Regions from separate parts of the Hordeum vulgare genome. Here region 1 is linked to region 2. The links are chromatin contacts, called in public Hi-C maps. All regions are on one chromosome and are shown on one strand. Each heading gives the region's core, a stretch centred on a gene start, on an enhancer-like site or on the middle of the called end of the contact. The rest is flanking DNA. Distances are from core to core; before and after follow the strand shown.

What was found. A called contact is a pair of places that touch in the nucleus more often than the background predicts.
Region 1: a Hi-C map of seedling shows a contact between it and region 2, with 2.1 times the contacts expected there. The contact joins the promoter of LOC123443570 here to the enhancer-like site in region 2. A contact is called at or near these places in 1 of 6 Hi-C or Micro-C datasets (seedling) and 1 of 1 datasets of contacts at active chromatin or transcription factors (embryo).

The regions. Positions count from the first base shown.
Region 1 is chr3H:228,447,389-228,451,496 of MorexV3_pseudomolecules_assembly, reverse strand. LOC123443570 (exocyst complex component SEC15B) reads right to left here and starts at 1,775. Exons shown (of 1, transcript XM_045119996.1): 1 at 1-1,775. The coding sequence starts at 1,642.
Region 2 is chr3H:228,135,654-228,140,178 of MorexV3_pseudomolecules_assembly, reverse strand. No RefSeq gene overlaps it. Among protein-coding and RNA genes, the nearest start is that of LOC123443569, 120 kb to the right of the region's middle. Within about 2 kb of position 1,323, at least 3 of the 3 cell types and tissues checked have open chromatin away from gene starts, as enhancers often do. A contact at or near this core is called in seedling, where this site is marked.

The DNA.
Region 1 (4,108 bases), core at 526-3,025, 310 kb before region 2:
AAACACTCAGACCACTGCCTGAATCCACAAGCTTCTGTATCGAAGCATTCACAACCTCTGAGAGTATCCGACCAAGGTACTTCTTCACTGCAGCATATGTGTCACCACCACCCCCATGTGCCATGAAGCTCACCGAGTCCTCAATGAATGACCGCACAATACGACAGATATCTGGCACAGTGCATGAAAACGGAGCGACATACGGGAATGCTGGTGTGATATCAGAGCTCTGAATCCCAAAAGCAAGCACATTCATTGAATACTCATACTCCTTCCTCATGAGCATCTGATCAAACTTATCTGCAGCCAGTGCCTCTGCCACCTGTCTCCGGCAATCAGCAAGTAGCAAGTCATGGTACTTGTCCCGATGCTTAGCCAGCACGTCGAGTAGCATCCCAACTGGATAACTATATCTCCTCATTGTGGCAGCAAGCAAGGCAGCATAATCAGTTATGAGAAGCAGGTGGTTTGCTGTCTGCATCCTAGAGAAATTATCTTCCAGCACGGAGATCATTTTTCCCACTGCAGCCTCCCACAATGCATCTACATCCACCCGGGATGTAAGCCCACCCCCTGTACGAAACACACGGTCCTCGACAATAAAAAACCCAGCAATCTGCGCGAAGAACACCTGATGAGACTCAAGAAATGGTGTTGCCGCAATCACATCAAAGTCAGATGTTAGCTGCAGCTTCCTGTTCTCCAGGTAGTACTTCTTGAATCGCTCCCCAAGCGCCAGTGTCTGGTGTATGTGCATGGCACGGTAGAGCTGTGTGAGGTCAAACGAGGCTGCCGCGGCACCATCCGCCCCATCAGACGTAGCCGTGGCTGCAGCAAAGTCGTCGAGGTCACCAGCTCCGTCATCGTCCAGGGTGATGGACTCCTCCAGCGGGCGGTGCTTGGAGCGGAGCTCCTCCTGGCGCTGCCTGACCGCGGCTGAGCGACCAATGGCCACCTGTCCAAGGTGACGCGAAGCAGCCCGGATGCTGACCATCCAGTCGGCAAACTCCCTGGAGATCTCGCGCTCAGCGTGGACGCGCGCCGCGGGAACGAGGCTGAGCAGCATGCGGCGAAGGGCAGGAAGAGGAAGCGGCTCGGGGCCAGAGGCAAGGTCGAGATCGATGGCATCGACGGCGCGGAGGGCGAGGTAGAGACTGTGGTTGCCGGCCTGGAGGTGGTCGTTAGCCCGAGCGGCGAGAGCGAGCAGGCGGACGCAGCGGTGGGAGGAGGCGAGAGCGGATGAGAGGTTCCCGGCGAGAGCTCGCGCGGCAAGGTACGACTCGAGCGAGGCTAGCAGCGGCGCGGCAGATGACAGGAGAGCGGAGTGGGAGGCGGAGAGGGAGCCCTTGAGCACATCGGCGTCGGCGAGGAGAGAGCGGAGGTCGTCGACGGCGCGGATGAAGTCGTGGAAATGCGCGCGACAGAGCTCCTCGATCTCGGACTCGCGGTCTCGCGCGACGGCGCGGAGCGAGGATAGAAGCGGCTCCGGCCGGCCGCAGGCGAACGCGCGCCGGACAAACGGGCCCAGGTCCTCCCCCGCCGAGATGGCAGTGGAGAGCTGCGCCAGGTCTGCTTCGGACGGGACTGAGCTACCGCCGGCCGAAGCTGACGCTGGCGCGTCGCCGGCGAGCTTGCGCCGCATCGAGATCTGGAGGAGGTGGGGTTGTGGGAGAGGGGAGTTGCCGAGTTGGGCAGGACAGGGGAAAAGGAACTGTTGGTATGCTACCAGAAGAAACAGCGGGTGGTCGGGGCAGCTGGCGTCGAGTGGCAATAGTAATACAGAAGTATGCGCGTGGACTAGTCGGGATGTCTTCTACACCGCACCCGGTCTCTCGAACGCTCGCGGGTCCATCCGGATATGTCCGTGGACACATCGATACATTTCCTCATATTTCCTTTCGTTTATCAATGTATCTTATTTTCGCACACTCAAATCCATGCAATACCGTATACGTCGATCACATAAACTAAATGTCGTATATAAAACAAATGTTGATACCGAATATAAGAAGTGTTTACATTAAATTTATTTGAAATGCACATTCAATCATGTGCTCTTTGATTTTCATTGTGGGTCCACATATGCTCCGTCGAGACTGGACGTGATAATTTTACATCACAGTTCTTGAATACCTTATCCGCAGGAGTGGATTTTGACTGGCACTGTCTTCCACCAAGAGGAAGATCTGATGGGATCTTACTTGGGGTGCGGTGCGGGTCACTTCAGGTTCGCGATGTGGTGTTGGGTGAGTTTGCGGTGAAGTTTAGGCTGCGCTCGAAAGTTGACGGTTTTCAATGGGCTCTAGTAGCGGTGTATGGTGCTGCCCAGTCAGAGCTGAAACCGGATTTTCTGGCCGATTTGGTCCGAATGTGTGATGACAGGTTACCTCTATTGGTTGGGGGTGATTTTAACATCATTAGACGCTCTGACGAAAAAAACAATGATAAGTTTGATGGCAGATGACCATTTATGTTTAACACTATTATTGAAAGTCTGGATCTCAGGGAGATTGAATTTTTAGGTAGAAAGTACACCTGGGCTAATTCCTTACAAGCACACACGTTCGAAAAGCTAGATAGGGTGCTCACTAGTACTGAGTGGGAACAGAAGTTCCCGTTAGTGTCTCGTGTGTGCACTTAATCGGGCTCTTTCGGATCATACACCATTACTTCTGGATTCCGGGGATGCTATCCACTCGGGTAATAAAAACAATTTCTCATTCGAATCCACTTGGTTCTTGAGAGAAGGTTTCATGGATATGATAGCACGGGAATGGAAGGTCGAGGGTGGAGGGATGTCTAATGTTGAAAGATGGCAAAACAAAATTAGACATCTTCGACAGTTCCTCCGAGGGTGGGCAAAAAATCAATTTGGGATTTATAAAGAGGAGCAGGATAGACTCCTAAAGTTTATTGACGATCTAGATCGAAAAGCTGAGTCTGGTTTGTTAGATGCAAATGAAAGGGCATCCAAGGATGAAGCTGAACACAGAGTTCGAGTACTCCTTCGAGAGGAGGAAATGAAGTGGGCTCTTTGAGCTAAAGTACGTACGTTTGTCTATGGGGATAATAATACGAAGTTTTTCCATTTGATAGCGAATGGCAAGCATAGGAAGAAGAGGATCATTCAGTTAGAACAGGATGAGGGTACAATAGTTGGTCATGAAAACTTAAAATTGTACATCTCAACGTACTATAGACAGCTCTTCGGAGCGTCGGCTAACAGTTCTATCACTATGGATGAGCAAATGGTAGCGGATATTCCTCAAATCGGAGATGCTGACAATGAGATACCATCCGCTCCTTTCACGAAGAAAGAGGTGCTTGAGGCAATTGGACAAATGAAAAATAGCAAGGCTCCTGGACCAGATGGCTTTCCGGCTGAGTTCTATAAGAAATGCTGGCATATCATCAAGGATGACCTAATGCCAATGTTTCACGACCTGTTTTGCGGGCGACTAAAACTCTTTCATTTGAACTTTGGTACCATTACGTTGTCACCAAAGAAAGAGGGGGCGACACGTATCGAACAATTTCGCCCCATTTGTCTGCTTAATGTTAGCTTCAAGATATTCACAAAGGTGGGTACTAATCGGTTAGCTCAGGTCGCTCACTCGGTGGTCCAGTCAACGCAGATAGCGTTCATGCCTGGGCGGAATATCCTAGAAGGGGTGGTCGTCCTGCATGAGACGTTACATGAAATTCACTCGAAGAAACTAGATGGGGTTATCTTCAAGGTGGATTTTGAAAAGGCGTATGATAAAGTTAAATGGTCCTTTTTGCAACAAACCTTACGTATGAAGGGGTTTGATCAGTTATAGCGGAAGCATATAGACTGTTTCATTAAAAAAGGCAGTGTCGGTCTAGATGCCTTTTAAGTAAGTAAGACCTTAGCACAGGTGACCGTTAAACTGAATGATTCTCCATTCTGGAAAGGATTGGTGAGGTGTAAAACTGCTTTTTTCAACCAGACTAGGTTTGTCATTTCTAATGGTGAATCAACTAGATTCTGGGAGGATACGTGGTTAGGGGATTTGCCCCTTGCACTGGAATATCCACAGTTATACAATATTGTCCAACGCAGACAAGCGTCTGTTGCGACAATTTT
Region 2 (4,525 bases), core at 74-2,573:
GGAAGTGCTCTATTCCTTGATCTATTTGAGTTGAAGTTTTTCATGGTGATTAACATTGATAAATCACTCATGGAAAACAAATCTCAGATAAATTCATCCATCCATTATTCCACAACAGTTTTCTCAATTTTCTGTCCATTTGGAAGTGCTATGAAGGAAGTACCATGTAGGCATTTTCAAATGAGCTGAAACTTTTCCAGTATCTTCATATGTTCAAACCATCAGCCTACACTAAGTATGAGCCATGTCCATTTAGCCATTCTTCCCCAGCTTCATTATTTGCAATTCTGTCCGGTATGGTGGTTTGTTCAGCAAGTACCCTCAATTCTTACCCGAATGGTCCCAAAATTTACCAAAGTACTTACCTTGGTAGATCATTGCTCCATGCCAAGTTCCAGCTCCTATCGCTCAGTGATCTCTCTAGAAATATCTACAAACACCTTGCTGCCAGAACCTTCTTCTACAAGTTTCTCTCGTTTCAGCTCTACCTAGATGGTTCCAGTTACTGCTATGGCCTATTTGAGTAGTGAGATGTCGCGTTGACAAGTTTCTAGGATGATCCATTGTCCAGGACACGTGATGTTGGTGGTGACCTCACCTCTAGTCGGCAGCCTGCGTGAACTATGGCAAAACAGTCGTCGTTCGATCACCTCCCATCGCCGCAGCTTGTCTGCGAGTGCTGACTAAATCCCCACCGCACGTGTGTGCCTCCTGGAGCCTTCTCCCCCTCGTCTCCTAGCCCATGGCTGCCTCTGCCAGCGCAGATGCTCCATCGGAACGCCGTCAACTCGTCACGCACCTCGAAGCTCCGTCATGCATCGCGTATCCCATCCCTCCGCTATTTAAGGCGTGCCTCGAACTCCTCTCCTGACTAGAAGCTCAACCCCCGCCATCTTCTCCGAGCTCTGGGAGCTTCCCTTGCCTTTCCATGGCCTAAGGCCGCCGCTCGATTCCCTAGGCCATCCCCTGCCTGTGGTCCTTCCCCTCCTCTCCGTCTGCACCCTCTGCATCGCCAGGAGCTCGTGAAGCCAGTGCCCCGTTGCGTCTGTGCAGGGAAGCCCCGCCGGCATCATCCATCTTCGTCCGTCTCTGGCCAAGAAGCCCGGGCCACGACGCTAGTGCTACGGGCCACCCCAGCCGACCCCGCGGCCACCAGCGAGCTCGCCAGGAATTGGCGGAGCTCCTCCGCTCATCGGCCAGCCCTGGGAAGCAGTAAGGTGTCGGCCAGGCCGGCTGCTGGCGTCGCCCCTGTCTACTTTGTCATGGCGGGCAGAGGACGACTAGGGAGGAGGAGGAAGATAATGTGGGCCTGGCCCTTCACTGGCCCACCAGCTTTTTTGAAAGCAGGAGAGAGAAAGCACCGGTGGGACCCACCTAAAACGTATTTCAGTCAAGTGCGCTTTGGGTTCAGTCCCGAGCGGCCTGTCTATGAATGCTTTATTTACAGATTGGTCCCTATACTTCGGACAGCGATATCTTTTCACCCGAGACCCCGATTCAGCCCTCTTCGAGAGAGAACAGTTTTCGGCGATCCTTTCCGCAGATTCTCCGCACTTCTTCTCGGAGTATTCTTCGACCCAGGCAAGCCGACCATCTGATATATGTCCTACAACATTGCTCTATGTTATTCTTGTGTGTTTAATTAATGATTATGCCATGATAGAAATAACTAAACTTCTGTTAGATTGCACCTATTGCTTGTGTTACTCTCATTTACTCACCATATAATAATTCATAGTAAATAATTTAAGTGCCTAGTTGCTGCCCTCATCAGTTATTGTGTAAACCACATGCTCACTTAATGCATTCTAGTCGGTTGATCTAGAGTCACCTGTCCGGGCTTATACGCGCAGCCACATTTGCCGGTATAGGACGGCCTTGACTTGGGCTGATCGCGTGCACTTTCACCGGTACCTCCAGACAGGGAAGGTTATGCGCGTGCGCTACCCTGGCCCGGTAGGCGGCGATAACCTTGTGAGCCAAGTTGATTGTTTAACCCGGGAGTCCCTCTTTGGGACAGTTCAGTTTGTCCACGACGGTGGCAAGTGTCATGAGGACACAGGAGCCACCCAGAGCATGACTCCGGGGGAGGATGAATGTTGGTGGTGCGATGGGAGAGTCACGGGTCAGGCAGGTTTTGTTGGAGCAATGCTGGTCCACACCAACAGAATCACGAGGCCAGGTGCTCCATGGTGTGGGTAAAGTGCGCAACCTCTACAGAGTATAAAAATCTATTCGAATAGTCGCGTCCACGGTATTGGACAGCCCGTCTAGACCTCACTAGGTGGTCAACCGTATCAGCGATAATAATGATGAAAGAACTCGCCTTGTGCAGACATCAAATGATGATATGTTAGCCATGGGATGGCTATGAGATGAGTGGTCGGATGACCACATGAGTTGGATTGGATTTGGATCAAATTCAGACTGAATCATGAGAATATTCAGAGTATAAATCATTTATTTAATATGGTTTACATTATCGTATTTACTTTAGTAGTTATCTTGCTGGATAATCCTGTTATACCTTGATAATAATATTGCTAGATAGGTACGCTATGTCATGATAATTAATATAGCTCTAATAACAAATGCATGCTTGAATGCCATGGATTGCTTTGCTTGGTGTATATGTTAGTTGGTTTGCTTGCGAGTACATTCAAAAGTACTCAGCGGCCTTTAACATGTCCAGGTTCAGATAAGGATCTGTCGTCCGTTGTCAAGGAGCCGGAGCGTTCGCAGGCTAGAAGAGTAACCTAGTCGGATCCCTCTAGATTGGAGCCGCACGAGGACCATGCTTCCTTAGATAGAGCTTTTCCGTTGCCATCACCCTGGTGATATATCTTGTAATACTGATATATACATTAATAGAAATGCATGTGTTCATGATATTTGTTGTAAACGCGCATGCCAGAGGGATTTCCTAGGCTGGTATGCGTGGCGACCGTCTCGCTACAGTGGTAATCAGGCGGGGTGCCACATAGCTCTCTTGATTCCACTAACCATTCTTTTATCCAAGTTACACTTGAGCAAGGAAATGATTTATTGAAAGGGATTATAGAGAGATGTGTCTTCAAATGTCTTGTGGAAGTAACAATTGGAGAAAATTATGCACAAGCAAGGAGGACATCGGAAGAAGCAAGGTGTTGGCTACTTCCACGTCAACGGAGATTATTGGAAAGAAGGTCCATATCCCATTCCCAAGCTTTATCCTCAAGAGGAGAAGTATGATCCTACTCTTCCCAAGGGAATAAGCTCACAAGATGGCCTTCTACCACAAGACCACAAGGGCAAGGGAAAGCTTCAAGAGGACATTGACTCATTTGAAGAAGAGCCCCAAGCCAAGGTTGAGTGGTTTCCCAAGGACACTTCTAGTATTACCTCATCTAGTGCTACCACAACTCCAAGGATTCCCATCAAAGTGATGTGGGTCCGCAAGAGGAAAAACTAGGAAGTTCTTGAGGGGTGACTCCGCCAATGAAATTCACTCCCATTCATTTTAGCAAGAACCATATGCAATCAACCTCAACCATATGCATTAGTTCAAGGAGTCACTCATTCCCTCAAAGGTAAGCAACACACTAGGTAATTAATGTATCTTTGGACATAATCCCACATGTGTTTCACTCCATGTACATAGATATCTTTGTGTTTGTTCCTTTTTGAATTGGGACTAACCCATGTAAGTGAGAAGAGTAAGAAACAACAAGGATTGCTCCCAACTCAAGATGATCTTAAACAACATTGAGCATCCACCACTACTTCACCTACTTGAAGTCTTCTACGATAAAACCTAAGGTTAGTTTGTCCCTCTTAGGGGGATATCATATCAAGGGGGAGATTTACTCTAAATCTTGAGTATAAGCATCTTCTAAATATATGAACACATTAAGGCTTTATGTAAAAATGGCAACCCCACTGGTGCTTAAATGATGAGTATGACCTATGATCAAGTATTCTTACATGACTCCTAAGTCAATATACTCAAATATAGATAACTTCGTCATTGCCCAAGTGCTTGATAGATGCTAGGATGTTTGTGCATGTTCATCATCATTATATTTCACATCTTATTATGTGAGCATGTTGGTCTGCATATCCTTTCTCATTCAAGGATATCCAATTGTTGCTATTTGGCTTTTGATTTATCTTTTTCCAATTGGATAGACAAGAATGGCTAGAACCCTTCTCTAGCTATCTATGCTTTCTCGTCTCAAGTTGTATTCATGCTTCACCACAAAACTTCAACAAGCACTTCTTGATCCCTCTGTGTTAAGGAGCGCTTGAAGTTCCGTATCGACAAAGGCTGCACTCCAAAAGCTCTTTGTGAATCTCGGTGTAACCAACCTCACAATCTTAGTGCCACCGAATTCCAAAGCTGAACTGGGTTTTCAATCTCGTCTTCACCGAGTTTCCATGTCAACTGACAACAGCGAAACTCGCTCGATAGCACCGAAATCTTAGTCTCGGTGACACTGATAATGACGGGTATAAAGCATGGCGGACCGAACATTTCGAAATTACT